Regions from separate parts of the Rattus norvegicus genome. Here region 2 is linked to region 1. The links are chromatin contacts, called in public Hi-C maps. All regions are on one chromosome and are shown on one strand. The core of a region is the stretch at or near the end of the contact, and the rest is flanking DNA. Distances in the headings are between cores, read along the strand shown. Region 1 overlaps LOC134480667 (glyceraldehyde-3-phosphate dehydrogenase-like). Region 2 holds the start of Gabrb2 (gamma-aminobutyric acid type A receptor subunit beta 2).

What was found. Hi-C and Micro-C count contacts between places; a contact is called where the count stands out from the background.
Region 2: a Hi-C map of prefrontal cortex shows a contact between it and region 1, with 5 times the contacts expected there. The contact joins the promoter of Gabrb2 here to the enhancer-like site in region 1. A contact is called at or near these places in 5 of 12 Hi-C or Micro-C datasets (the A7r5 cell line, Schwann cells, frontal cortex and 2 more).

Annotation. Positions count from the first base shown.
Region 1 is chr10:25,713,877-25,719,971 of GRCr8, reverse strand. The region is part of intron 1 of LOC134480667 (glyceraldehyde-3-phosphate dehydrogenase-like); the gene reads left to right. The region is part of intron 1 of LOC120095070 (a long non-coding RNA gene); the gene reads right to left. Among named protein-coding and RNA genes, the nearest start is that of Ccng1, 32 kb to the right of the region's middle. Within about 2 kb of position 3,476, at least 11 of the 93 cell types and tissues checked have an H3K27ac peak or open chromatin away from gene starts, as enhancers often do. A contact at or near this core is called in prefrontal cortex, where this site is marked.
Region 2 is chr10:27,437,304-27,443,398 of GRCr8, reverse strand. It overlaps Gabrb2 (gamma-aminobutyric acid type A receptor subunit beta 2), which reads right to left and starts at 3,606. Exons shown (of 9, transcript NM_012957.2): 1 at 3,530-3,606; 2 at 3,313-3,404; 3 at 2,291-2,358. The coding sequence starts at 3,606.

The DNA of each region.
Region 1 (6,095 bases), core at 2,227-4,726:
ATGGAAAGATCTCCCATGCTCATGGATTGGCAGGATTAATATAGTAAAAATGGCCATTTTACCAAAAGCAATCTACAGATTCAGTGCAATCCCCATCAAAATACCAATCCAATTCTTCAAAGAGTTAGACAGAACAATTTGCAAATTCATCTGGAATAACAAAAAACCCAGGATAGCTAAAGCTATCCTCAACAATAAAAGGACTTCAGGGGGAATCACTATCCCTGAACTCAAGCAGTATTACAGAGCAATAGTGATAAAAACTGCATGGTATTGGTACAGAGACAGACAGATAGACCAATGGAATAGAATTGAAGACCCAGAAATGAACCCACACACCTATGGTCACTTGATTTTTGACAAAGGAGCCAAAACCATCCAATGGAAAAAAGATAGCATTTTCAGCAAATGGTGCTGGTTCAACTGGAGGTCAACATGTAGAAGAATGCAGATCGATCCATGCTTATCACCCTGTACAAAGCTTAAGTCCAAGTGGATCAAAAACCTCCACATCAAACCAGACACACTCAAACTAATAGAAGAAAAACTAGGGAAGCATCTGGAACACATGGGCACTGGAAAAAATTTCCTAAACAAAACACCAATGGCTTACGCTCTAAGATCAAGAATCGACAAATGGGATCTCATAAAACTGCAAAGCTTCTGTAAGGCAAAGGACACTGTGGTTAGGACAAAACGGCAACCAACAGATTGGGAAAAGATCTTTACCAATCCTACAACAGATAGAGGCCTTATATCCAAAATATACAAAGAACTCAGGAAGTTAGACCGCAGGGAAACAAATAACCCTATTAAAAAATGGGGTTCAGAGCTAAACAAAGAATTCACAGCTGAGGAATGCCGAATGGCTGAGAAACACCTAAAGAAATGTTCAACATCTTTAGTCATAAGGGAAATGCAAATCAAAACAACCCTGAGATTTCACCTCACACCAGTGAGAATGGCTAAGATCAAAAACTCAGGGGACAACAGATGCTGGAGAGGATGTGGAGAAAGAGGAACACTCCTCCATTGTTGGTGGGATTGCAAACTGGTACAACCATCCTGGAAATCAGTCTGGAGGATCCTCAGAAAATTGGACATTGAACTGCCTGAGGATCCAGCTATACCTCTCTTGGGCATATACCCAAAAGATGCCCCAACATATAAAAAAGACACGTGCTCCACTATGTTCATCGCAGCCTTATTTATAATAGCCAGAAGCTGGAAAGAACCCAGATGCCCTTCAACAGAGGAATGGATACAGAAAATGTGGTACATCTACACAATGGAATATTACTCAGCTATCAAAAACAACGAGTTTATGAAATTCGTAGGCAAATGGTTGGAACTGGAAAATATCATCCTGAGTGAGCTAACCCAATCACAGAAAGACATACATGGTATGCACTCATTGATAAGTGGCTATTAGCCCAAATGCTTGAATTACCCTAGATCCCTAGAACAAACGAAACTCAAGACGGATGATCAAAATGTGAATGCTTCACTCCTTCTTTAAATGAGGAAAAAGAATACCCTTGGCAGGGAAGGGAGAGGCAAAGATTAAAACAGAGACTGAAGGAACACCCATTCAGAGCCTGCCCCACAGGTGGCCCATACATATAGAGCCACCCAATTAGACAAGATGGATGAAGCAAAGAAGTGCAGACCGACAGGAGCCGGATGTAGATCGCTCCCGAGAGACACAGCCAGAATACAGCAAATACAGAGGCGAATGCCAGCAGCAAACCACTGAACTGAGAATAGGACCCCCGTTGAAGGAATCAGAGAAAGAACTGGAAGAGCTTGAAGGGGCTCGAGACCCCATATGTACAACAATGCCAAGGAACCAGAGCTTCCAGGGACTAAGCCACTACCTAAAGACTATACATGGACTGACCCTGGACTCTGACCTCATAGGTAGCAATGAATATCCTAGTAAGAGCACCAGTGGAAGGGGAAGCCCTGGGTCCTGCTAAGACTGAACCCCCAGTGAACTAGACTGTTGGGGGGAGGGCGGCAATGGGGGGAGGGTTGGGAGGGGAACACCCATAAGGAAGGGGAGGGGGAGGGGGATGCTTGCCCGGATACCGGGAAAGGGAATAACACTCGAAATGTATATAAGAAATACTCAAGTTAATAAAAAAAGAAATAACTTCAGTATTAAATAAGAATATGAGAACACCATGTTTCAAAATACCTTCCAGTTGCTGTTGCCCAAGGAAAGTTTGCCTTACCAGTACCTTCCAATGTCTTAAACTTTTATTCTTCAATTTAACTCATTTTCTTCTTTTATGGACTATATTACTTTTGTCACAGACGAAATATCAGCAAAAACCAGCTTAAGCAATGATATGACTTTATCAGCTCATGAATTTGATCTCCAAAAATTTAAATCATATTCTTAATATCTCTATTTATTTCCCTCTCTTCTCTCTATCTCTCTCCCTCTCCCCCTGTCTGTCTCTCTCTCTCTCTATCTCTCTCTCTCTCTCTCTCTCTCTCTCTCTCTCTCTCTCTCACACACACACACACACACACACACACACACCTCTTCTCTCTCTCCTGTCTGTGTCAGAGCTGTTCCTGTGTTATCTAATCACTTCCTGTCACTTTCACTCAGAGATCTCTGCTTTAAGAACATTGAGCAGACCGAAAAAAAAAAAAAAAAAAGAACATTGAGCAGGGGACAGGGTTTCTGCAAGACTAATCATCCTCATTTAGTGAACCCAGGGGGAAGTGGACGTTTCTTCCCCAAAACCCATTCTTATTATTATGTAAAATCCAAGGCAGGTTTCTGATGAGCTAACCTGCTTACACGCATCTCCTCATTCCAGTCACTGTTACAAGCTACCACGATTTACTTACTGATGGCCCCAGATGTACATTCCCACAACCAGTATCCCCAGCTGAACCTGTAATTAAGAAAGGGCAGCTATGGGCTAGAGAGATGGCTCAGTGGCTGAGAGCACTGTCTACTCTTCCAGAGGTCCTGAGTTCAAATCCCAGCAACCACATTGTGGCTCACAACCATCTGTAATATATGTGATGCCCTCTTCTGGTGTGTCTGAAGACAGCTACAGTATATTTTTATATAGTAAATAAATCTTTTTAAAAAACGGCAGCTCCTATGAAAAGCAGGAACAGTGCTGTAACACAAAAGAGCAATAAATATACTGTTTTTATTGGGGTGGGAAACGAGTCTCCATGACATGGATGTAATAAGTGACCTTGTTTGCAGGGTTATCATGTGAGCAGTGAGCAGTCCCACTTTCAAGGGCTGCATGCCTGTGCCTTCTTCCTTTACCTTGTTTCAGCAAAGCACGAGCTGATGCAAGACATCACAGCCTTTGAGGGGCTAAACGACTCTGATGTCAGAGTCCTGGTCAGGGATTAGCACTAGCAGACATAGCACGGCTCACCCTTTCTGCAGACCTAACACGAGCAGCAAAGGCAGAATGCTCAAGCAAGGACATGTGACTTCTTGAGGATGCAAATAAAAGATGTAGACAAGAACCATGTGGAAAGAGGATAAATTTTCCACTCCTGCACAGCAGATTTTATTTCCAAACATCTCATTTTCTTCCCCAAAACGGCAGTGCAGATTTTGCAAACATGATGGGTTATATAAGTAGGATTATGTACTCTTCGTGCAAACTCCAAAGCCAGCTGTCCATCCGGTTCCACTTCCCAAATAGGAAAAAGGATTACTACCCTGCTCCAACACAATGCTGGACAGATATTGATCAATTTCAAATTAGAATGGAAAATTCTTATTCAACCAGAGTCCTTTCAAAGGCAATGGCATTTTGATTACATGATTGTGGCTTGTTTTATAGAGTCCATCGGTAGATCAGAGGACCACACAATTCATTCAAGGGTGATTAGTTTCTTCCCCCAAATCCAAACGTGAAAGTCTTGTTCCTTTGTTTTTGCGTTTGTTTGTATGAAACAGCAGCTCCGTGGACCCTAAAAATGGATTGTTTTATATCTGTTTGTTTTAAAGCAAGATCCTATGTAGCCCAAGCTGGCCTCACACTTGCTAGGTAGCCAAGCATGACCTTGAGCTGACTGCTCTCCTGATTCTGCCTCCCGGATGCTGAAATTAAATTATGGGCATATACACCAACATACCCAGCTTTGAAATCATAAAACACACACACACACACACACACACACACACACAGAGAGAGAGAGAGAGAGAGAGAGAGAGAGAGAGAGAGAGAGAGAGCTCAGAATGTGTCCTTATCAGGAGATAGGGTCTTTGTGAAGGAAGTCAAATTATAATAAGGACACGAGCACAGCCTCTAATGTGAGTAGTGCACAGAGAGAAAATATGTGAAGATGAAGAACTAGAGCAGTGCGATGCCTCCCCTCCCCCACCACAGAGAAGGAACACTGAAGATGACTAGCAGACGACCAGAAGGCAGTGGGAGCCATGAACTGATTCTCCCTCCCGTCCACAGCAGGGGTCATGCTTGCCAACACCTTGGCCCTGCACATCCAGCTTCCAGAATACCAATACAATAAAGACTCGTTGTGTACTTTGTGGTGCTTTGTTACAGCAACCATAGAAATCCATGTGAGGCAAGAAACATGCGAGAAAGAAAAGAAGGAAGTATTACCCAGGAGACCAACGTGACTCTTTCTTTATGGTATTTTCTCTCAGAACCTATTCTTTCCAGACCAGATAAAAATCATTAAGTGAGAAAATTGCCTTTGTGACACAGATTCAAAACTCATCTGTTTTATTCAGCAAAGCTAGATTGGCTCCTGATATAACATAGGAATTATCCAGGTTAGAACCGTAGCTGTAAACCTTGGCTGTTCATTGTGAAGTACGCACAACCTCGGGTAAACTAGCTCAGGTCATCTTGGGACATGGTGATTTAATTTCTCTGATTAACTATGTTCGTTGATCCAAAAAAACTGGGGACAAAGGCCAGGATTTCCCTCCTCTAACCTACTCCGTTTAGTGACTAGCTTGGTTCTACTAATAGCCTCCTCTATAATCCTTCTTTCAGTGATACCTGGGTCCGTGTGTTTTGCTCTACTCGGGATTGGTATGAGAGTAAAGATAGCGTGGGAAAGGCAAAGGAATCTCACTCAGCCTCTGCGCGACTCCACTTGTCAGGTAACAATCAGGATGCCGCATCTGCCTAGGAGATTATCTAAGGCGCCTCGTCATTGCTGCATCGGCATCCCACCTAGCCAAGGAATGAGATGATAAATCTGTTGTTCCCAATATCTCAGGAGCCACCAGTTTCTCTTAAAGGCTACTTTACTGGTAGAACAGTAGGAGTCCCAGCTACCTGTTCGGTGCTAAATTTGGACGTGAAACTTATTTTCCTTTTCACCAGGAGGTAGCAAGCAAGCAGAATCCACCGAAGTTGGCTGTCAAGATTCCAAGACAGCCTGGGGAATCTCAGATCGCCGATAGTGCGAGCAAACGTAAAAGCAAAACATGGTTAGGAATAGAGCATCGCTCCAGAAAGAAGCACACGGTTTTGGTTTCTGGTATTGTTATCTTTCTTGATTAGAAAAGATGGCTCATTATCAATAGCAGAGACCCACTCAGGAATGCAAAGAACACGGCAAGTGTGCCAGCATGCGCATTGACGATGACAAATGCCAAGCTGTTTTATGTAAGTAGACTTTGAGATACATATGGCTGAGGCAGAAATAACGCTGCAAAGCCTCAAGGAATGTTTTCCATTTCAGCACATCCTTTCTCATTCCAAGCCTGTCCAATCCAACCAGCAGGCATACTCTGCTTCAGGATGGTTTATGCCTGTCTGTGAGCCCTCGGGATTTGGAGCTGGACCTCCCCCTTTCGATTCCGCAACTCTCTTTCCATAAATCGTTCTATGCATTTCAAACTCCCACCCCTGCAACTGAGGGTCCTCTCTACCCTCACTCATTTACCAACTACACAGGCCAAAGTCCTCGTTGTGGTTTCATTCGACCCACCCTGTTTTTTAAAAAATCAGTCATCGATCCCAGATTCCATGTTTTAGTTGGCAGGGGCTGCCTCAGCTGCGGTGTGAAGAGGAAAGAGCGTGAGACTGAAGAGGGAAAGTGCAACACAAGAACAA
Region 2 (6,095 bases), core at 2,357-4,856, 1.7 Mb before region 1:
GATTACACCCTGCCTCAGCCGGATCTCTATTTTGACTAGCAGGTCTTGGCATTGTGTCCACCTCTGGTACCACTCCAAAATGGTGCATACAGGGAAAAAGTGTCTGTGAAGTTCATGAAGAAAACGAAAGCTTTACCACTCTATGCCACGTAAGGATACAATACACTCAAGCCCTTCCCAACCTTTTGTTGTAACCTGGAGTCATTTTGTGAGCGTTGCTTTATCTCATAAATTTGTTTTTTATTTTCTATGAAATAGTTATTTTGTGATGTCTTCACAAAAAGCTGTTAGTAAAATAAAGTTTTATTGGGGAAAATGAGCAAAATATTTTTAAAAACAATGAGATATGAGTCTGACCAACCACAATGTAGAAAATACAAAACCTTAATTGATTTCTATATAACTTTGACATTAGAGATTCAATTTGGAGTCAAGTACTTGGGACTTGTAGAGGTACCCAGATTAGGGCACTTTCTATTTTTATGTTGAAGATCAAAATATGCAAACTTATGGCCAACTTCTAAAATCCCACAAAAGTAAATATTTGTATATCTGAGAAATTAACTTCTTAAGAAATACTTTTTCTATCTACACAGGGAAATTTCCTACTGTGTCTTTCTGAGTCATCCAATACTATGTATCTTTTGTGTTTGTGTATCATACAATCAAAACACTGCCAATTATTAGATTATAAAATTTCTGTTATTAAACCACTGCTGAGTTAATTGATTATCCCCCTCGAGTTTCTGTTAAGTGGTCAGAAGCTTATGGTGCCTTTAGATTGTTACTGCCCAGCATCTGTAGCTGATATGCTAGTTGCCACTTTGAATTCTGGGAATATAAGAACTTCTGTTAAATTGAGGTGAGAGCCAGGCTAAATCCTAATACTTCAAACTTCTTGAGTTAATTAGTATGCCCTAAATTTTATGTCCCAATGGCTGGTTTAGAAGTGTTTGTATAAAAGCTCACACACTTCATCTCCTTCTTTAATTATTTGTTCACTCTCAAGACAGGAAGACAGGAGGATACCATAGAACAATCTGAAATGTTCTGTGTGCTATCAGATTTGAAAGGAATACTGGATTTTTAAGGTTCCGTTTATCTAGAGAGACTTCTGAGAAAAGGAAAGAAAGAAGGAAAGAGGGAGGGAGAGAGGAATGGAGGAAGGGAGGGAGGGAGGGAAGGAGGGAGGGAGAGAGGGAGGGAGGGAGGGAAGGAAAGAGGAAGAGAGGGAGAGATGGGGGAGGGGAGAATTTACAGGAGAAATGTCCGTGAGTTAAGTGGGGGAATCTGGGACACTTGTCCTTGTCATGTATATCCGCAGTGCTCCAACGTGGGCAGCAGGGGGCGCTCCTGCATGAAGCATAACCCCACCCCACCCCCTTCCAAAAAGTGCTTCCCTGTTGGAGAACACAGGTTCTTCCCACACCCCTGTCTCTTAGTGTTTATTCTTTTTCCAAAGACTGAATGTGGCTGTCAATAAATTGAATGTGCTTGGTACCCACGATGATTAGCGTCGTAGGAGCTGTAAGAAAGTACACTTGGTATGAAGCTTGCCTTTTTGGATAGAGACTGGTCAGCTTTTATTTTATCTCACTGGAATAGCAGAGGGGTTTAAAAGAGATGAGAAGTAGTGAGGGGAGGGCAGAGGTGTCAAATATCATCAAGTACAAGGAGGCAATTTCCTAAAGCAACAAGTGGGCATCAACATCCTAGGACTTACTGATTTGTCTCTCTGTGACAGTTTAGTTTGTAAGATAGACTTCCTGGTAAGGTATTTTCTTTTTCTCTTCCTTCCTTCCTTCCTTCCTTCCTTCCTTCCTTCCTTTCTTTCTTTCTTCCTTCCTTCCTTTCTTTCTTCCTTTCTTTCTTTCTTTTTGGTCACATTCACATCCTCCTTTACATGACTGATCCCCAAACCCAGAACTGAAACCTGACAAACTGAGGCATCCAAGAAGGTGTCAGAACCATAGCTTCTGCAGGGGGGAGGAGGGGCCTCCAGCATATTACTGTCTTTACACGTGAATGTGTGAGGTATTTTACTCGCTCTGTATTGGATCCAAATTGGAAAAAGTGCAAAAACAACAACAAAAACAAAAAGCAAACAAACAAAAAAAAAAAACCAGGAGTTGTTCTGTAATTACACATAACATGAATTCCAGGACCATATACCCTCTTCCTGTCCCCACATTATACACATATTCAAGCTTACCCCACCCAACCCCCAGTGGCTGCACAACCCCCTCACAGTCCCCATTGCAGAGACATATCTGTGAGTATTAATACTCACCATATTGACTTCAGAAACCATATCGATGCTGGCGATATCAATGTTCATTCCTACTGCCACAGGGGGACCTGCAAACCAAGATGGTCAGCCATGTGACTTCTCAGAACTTAGTCATTCACACCTGAGTTGTCACTGGAAACTCTAAAGAACCCCCTCCCCCCTCATGCTCATTATATTCCTACATCTTTGCGATAGGAATGTGGGGGATACTCTTCTAGGAATATGCACACATGTGCTGGTCGGACAATGAAGCCAGCTGTGTCTACACATGTTGATGGCTCAGCTTGTGAATCCTACAACTCACAGCAACACAAGAGAGTTTTAGCCGGAGGGATTTGTTTATATTGCCTTGAAGCCCCCTCCTTCTTCTTTTCCCCACCCACTTCTGTGTGTAGGTTTTAACTCTTTGAGTTCCAATAAGAGTCTGAGCAAAATTAAATGGCCACACTAGCATATCTGGGGCTCCAGGGAGAAGTGCCCTTTTTTCCTCTGCTATCTTTATTCTCAATCCCCCAGACCCTCTTCTCCCCTGTACCATTCCCGGTTGAGGGCTGGATAGAATCCCGACGTAAGCCACTTTAAACCACGGCCAGAACTCTTCTAAAGTAGGTGGGCACTGAGAGTCGAGGCCACCTCTCAGCCAACCGCCTGCACATTGTGTCCTCAAAAGTACTCACATTATAAGACAGCCCCGGCCGGGCACACACCGTTAACTAAACTTAAGAGGCTTGTATCTCAAGAAACCTCAGACTGGGGACAAAGATATATCACAGTGAAGGAGAAGGAGAGCTGTTACCAAGTCTGATCACACTCTAAGGGGGTCTCTTGAAAGACCTCTCAAGTGCTGGAGAGAAACAAACTGGCTTAAGTTTGGATCTGTTTCTCAGCAAGGTAAAATAGGGAAACATTCCATACACCACATGCACCCACAACTAAGGGGCGGAAAGAGAGTGCACACAAAGCCCAAAAGACAGCTTAGGCTGGAGCTGGGCTGTTTCTTATTTGCCAAGCAATCCCATTACCTCCGAAATCTGGTCTCAGACGAATGTCATAGCCTTTCAACAGTCTGTCCACCGTCTCTTTAACCAGCGACATATTACTAGGGTCATTGACACTAAAGAAAAAAATGACAATAACCAGGAATGAATAAAGAAGACAGCACGGCATCTTCAACAGCCCTGCTCACAGAGAGGTATGCAGACAGAGCCCTGACAAGTGAGAAAGGAAAGCGACACTTACCTCTGAGCACAGACAGCGGCGATTATTAAGGGAAATGACCAAATCCCAAAGTAGCCCCTTTTCCGGACTCTCCACATCCCTTTAGTTTTTGGTGGGATTGAGGGATTCACTGAAGAGAGGAGATCCAACTTAGTCTGCCCAGTGCAGTAATTCTAATGTGGAGCGCATGCGCACGGCGTACCAAAACATCAAAGGGGCAGCGGCGGCTGCCGGGGACCGAGATTTCCTTGTTTAAAAAAATTAAAGGGGAAAAAGGAAAAGAAGCATATATATGTGTAATATGTACATGTTTGAATAATATTAAACTACTACCCCAGAAATGCATCCAGAGTAAAATCTTCGTTGTTTTCTTTTTTCTTTAAGACAAAAGCAACCAGAGCGTCTGGTAAGTTTCTGTTCTAGGATGTAGTTGCACCTCACGATGTGGTGGGGTTTTAGAGTGTGTGTGTGTGTGTGTGTGTGTGTGTGTGTGTGTGTCCTTAAATATTAAGAAGAAAAATAGGACTAGGTGTAAGGGAGGAAGATTGGTTTTTGAAACCCCACTCCTCCCGGTCTAAGCAGGTTGAAAGGGGCAAGGAGTTGAACTTTTATTTCCTGAAGAATAGCAATCCCCTGCCTGGGACAAGCGGAGGTGGTGGGGGTGGGGTGGGAGCGCTAGGAGTGGGGAGGGGAGCAGTGGGAACTGGAGTCCGAGGAGGAGAAAAAAAAAAACCCAATGGGAGGAGTACTGAGCAGAGGTTGGATTTTGAACGAGGGGGGTGGGGAGTGAACTGTGAATATGAAAGAATCAGAATGGGTTGAGAAGAAAGGGGAAGAATACAGGAATTCAAAGATGCTGGTTTTTCCTGGGAGTCAAGGGGCAAGCTTTTTCTTCACTACTCACAAGTGATTTCTTTCTCTTCCTCCTGCTCACACTTTGTCCCCTGTTCCCTGGGAAGAAAACCTCGGGGTCTTGGTTTCTGGCGCTGTGACGCTCCTGACCCGCTAGTACTGCTATTTATAGCAGGAGGGGGAGGGGGCGAGGGGAACAGTCAGGCAAGCAAAGGCTTCTCTGGGTTTGGGTCTGACTCTGCACTGGGAAATTATAAGTGGTCAGAATGAGGTGTGACTGAGGGACAATGGAGGTGGGGACGTGAGGGACAGAGGGTGACAGGCGTTCCAGCACAGGTGCGGGGCCAAAAGGCACCCAGCGCGAGGGCGGGTGGCGGGGTGGGATGCTCTCCTCTGGCCCCCCACGCCTTGCGGACGCACGCGCACGGCAGGCACACACACGCGCGCGCACACACACACACACACACACACACACACACACACACACACACTCACAGGCACGCACGCACGCGCGCGCGCGAACACACACACACACACACACACACACACACACACACGAGACACACGTGCGATCACAGTCCTTGCCACCCACCACTCCTTACCTCACCAGCAGGAGCTCGCTGCCCACTACTGTGGCCCAACAGAGCTGCACCCCTGCCGCTCCTCTCTGGCCAGCTGAAGATGCACCTCTGTGTCCAAACCCAGTGGCTCACACAAGGCTGGCACAATGAAGGAACCCCGAAACCGTCTGAGCCACCGAACCACCAAACTACACACCACAATTTCCCCTCTTCCCTTCCTAGCCCACGGGAACCCAAGACTGCCCACTTCCCTCCTGCTTCAGGCTCAACACGGACACCAGATCGAGACTCATTTCATAGGAAAAATCATTTCCTCTGCTCGGGGCGCGCGGAGGGATGGGGGGCGGGGCGGGGCAGGGTGGGAGAAAAGAGGATGCCGAGAGCACGCGGACTGGGATGCCCTGGAGTCCTGTTCCCTGTTTTATCTAGGAGACGACAGGAAGGGAGCACCGCAGGTTCTTCAGCTACCAGGCACTCTTTGGTGAAGAGGTGGGAAAGCAGATCTCAACCCTGGGTCCTGGACCGCAGTATTTAACCTAAATCTACTACTGAGCCTTGTCATATACCGAGAGCGCCTACCATATTAAGAAAACCGTGCTTAAAGCAATATTAGCTCGAGGTTGACTCCTTGGTGACCCCATTTTATGGGTTTAGAAACTAGCACATCGAATCTGAGGAACATGTCCAAGGTCATTCCGGTGGAGAAGGATGAAAAGTGATTTGCGCTTTTAAAGCAGTGTTTCTAACCCTTAGACTAGACTACCTCAACTCTTAAGTTTCAGGACCTCAACCTCTGCTAGCTCCTTACCGCCACCCGGGGGACCTCCAAGAGCCCGCTGTGCCTGTGGTATGGAAAAGCTCACAGTTTACACAGGGCTGGTGGTCCAGCAGGTCTCTGGTGAGAGCAGCAAACTGATCCTCCACGGGGTTTGCAGCTAGCTTGGCGCTGCAGGATGCCAGCTGAGGGCTCTTAGTCCCCACAGTGGCCAGGTCCAGCTTCCCCTCTTGACCCACATAGTGAATGACACCCCCACCCCCGCCCTGCGCGCGCGCCCCGGGACATTGAGAGTCATTATTCTGGGGCAACTTAGAGAGGTGACTCCAAGGGAACTTGTGGAGGAGGGATGGTTGCCAGCAGGAATCTGATAGTTTCC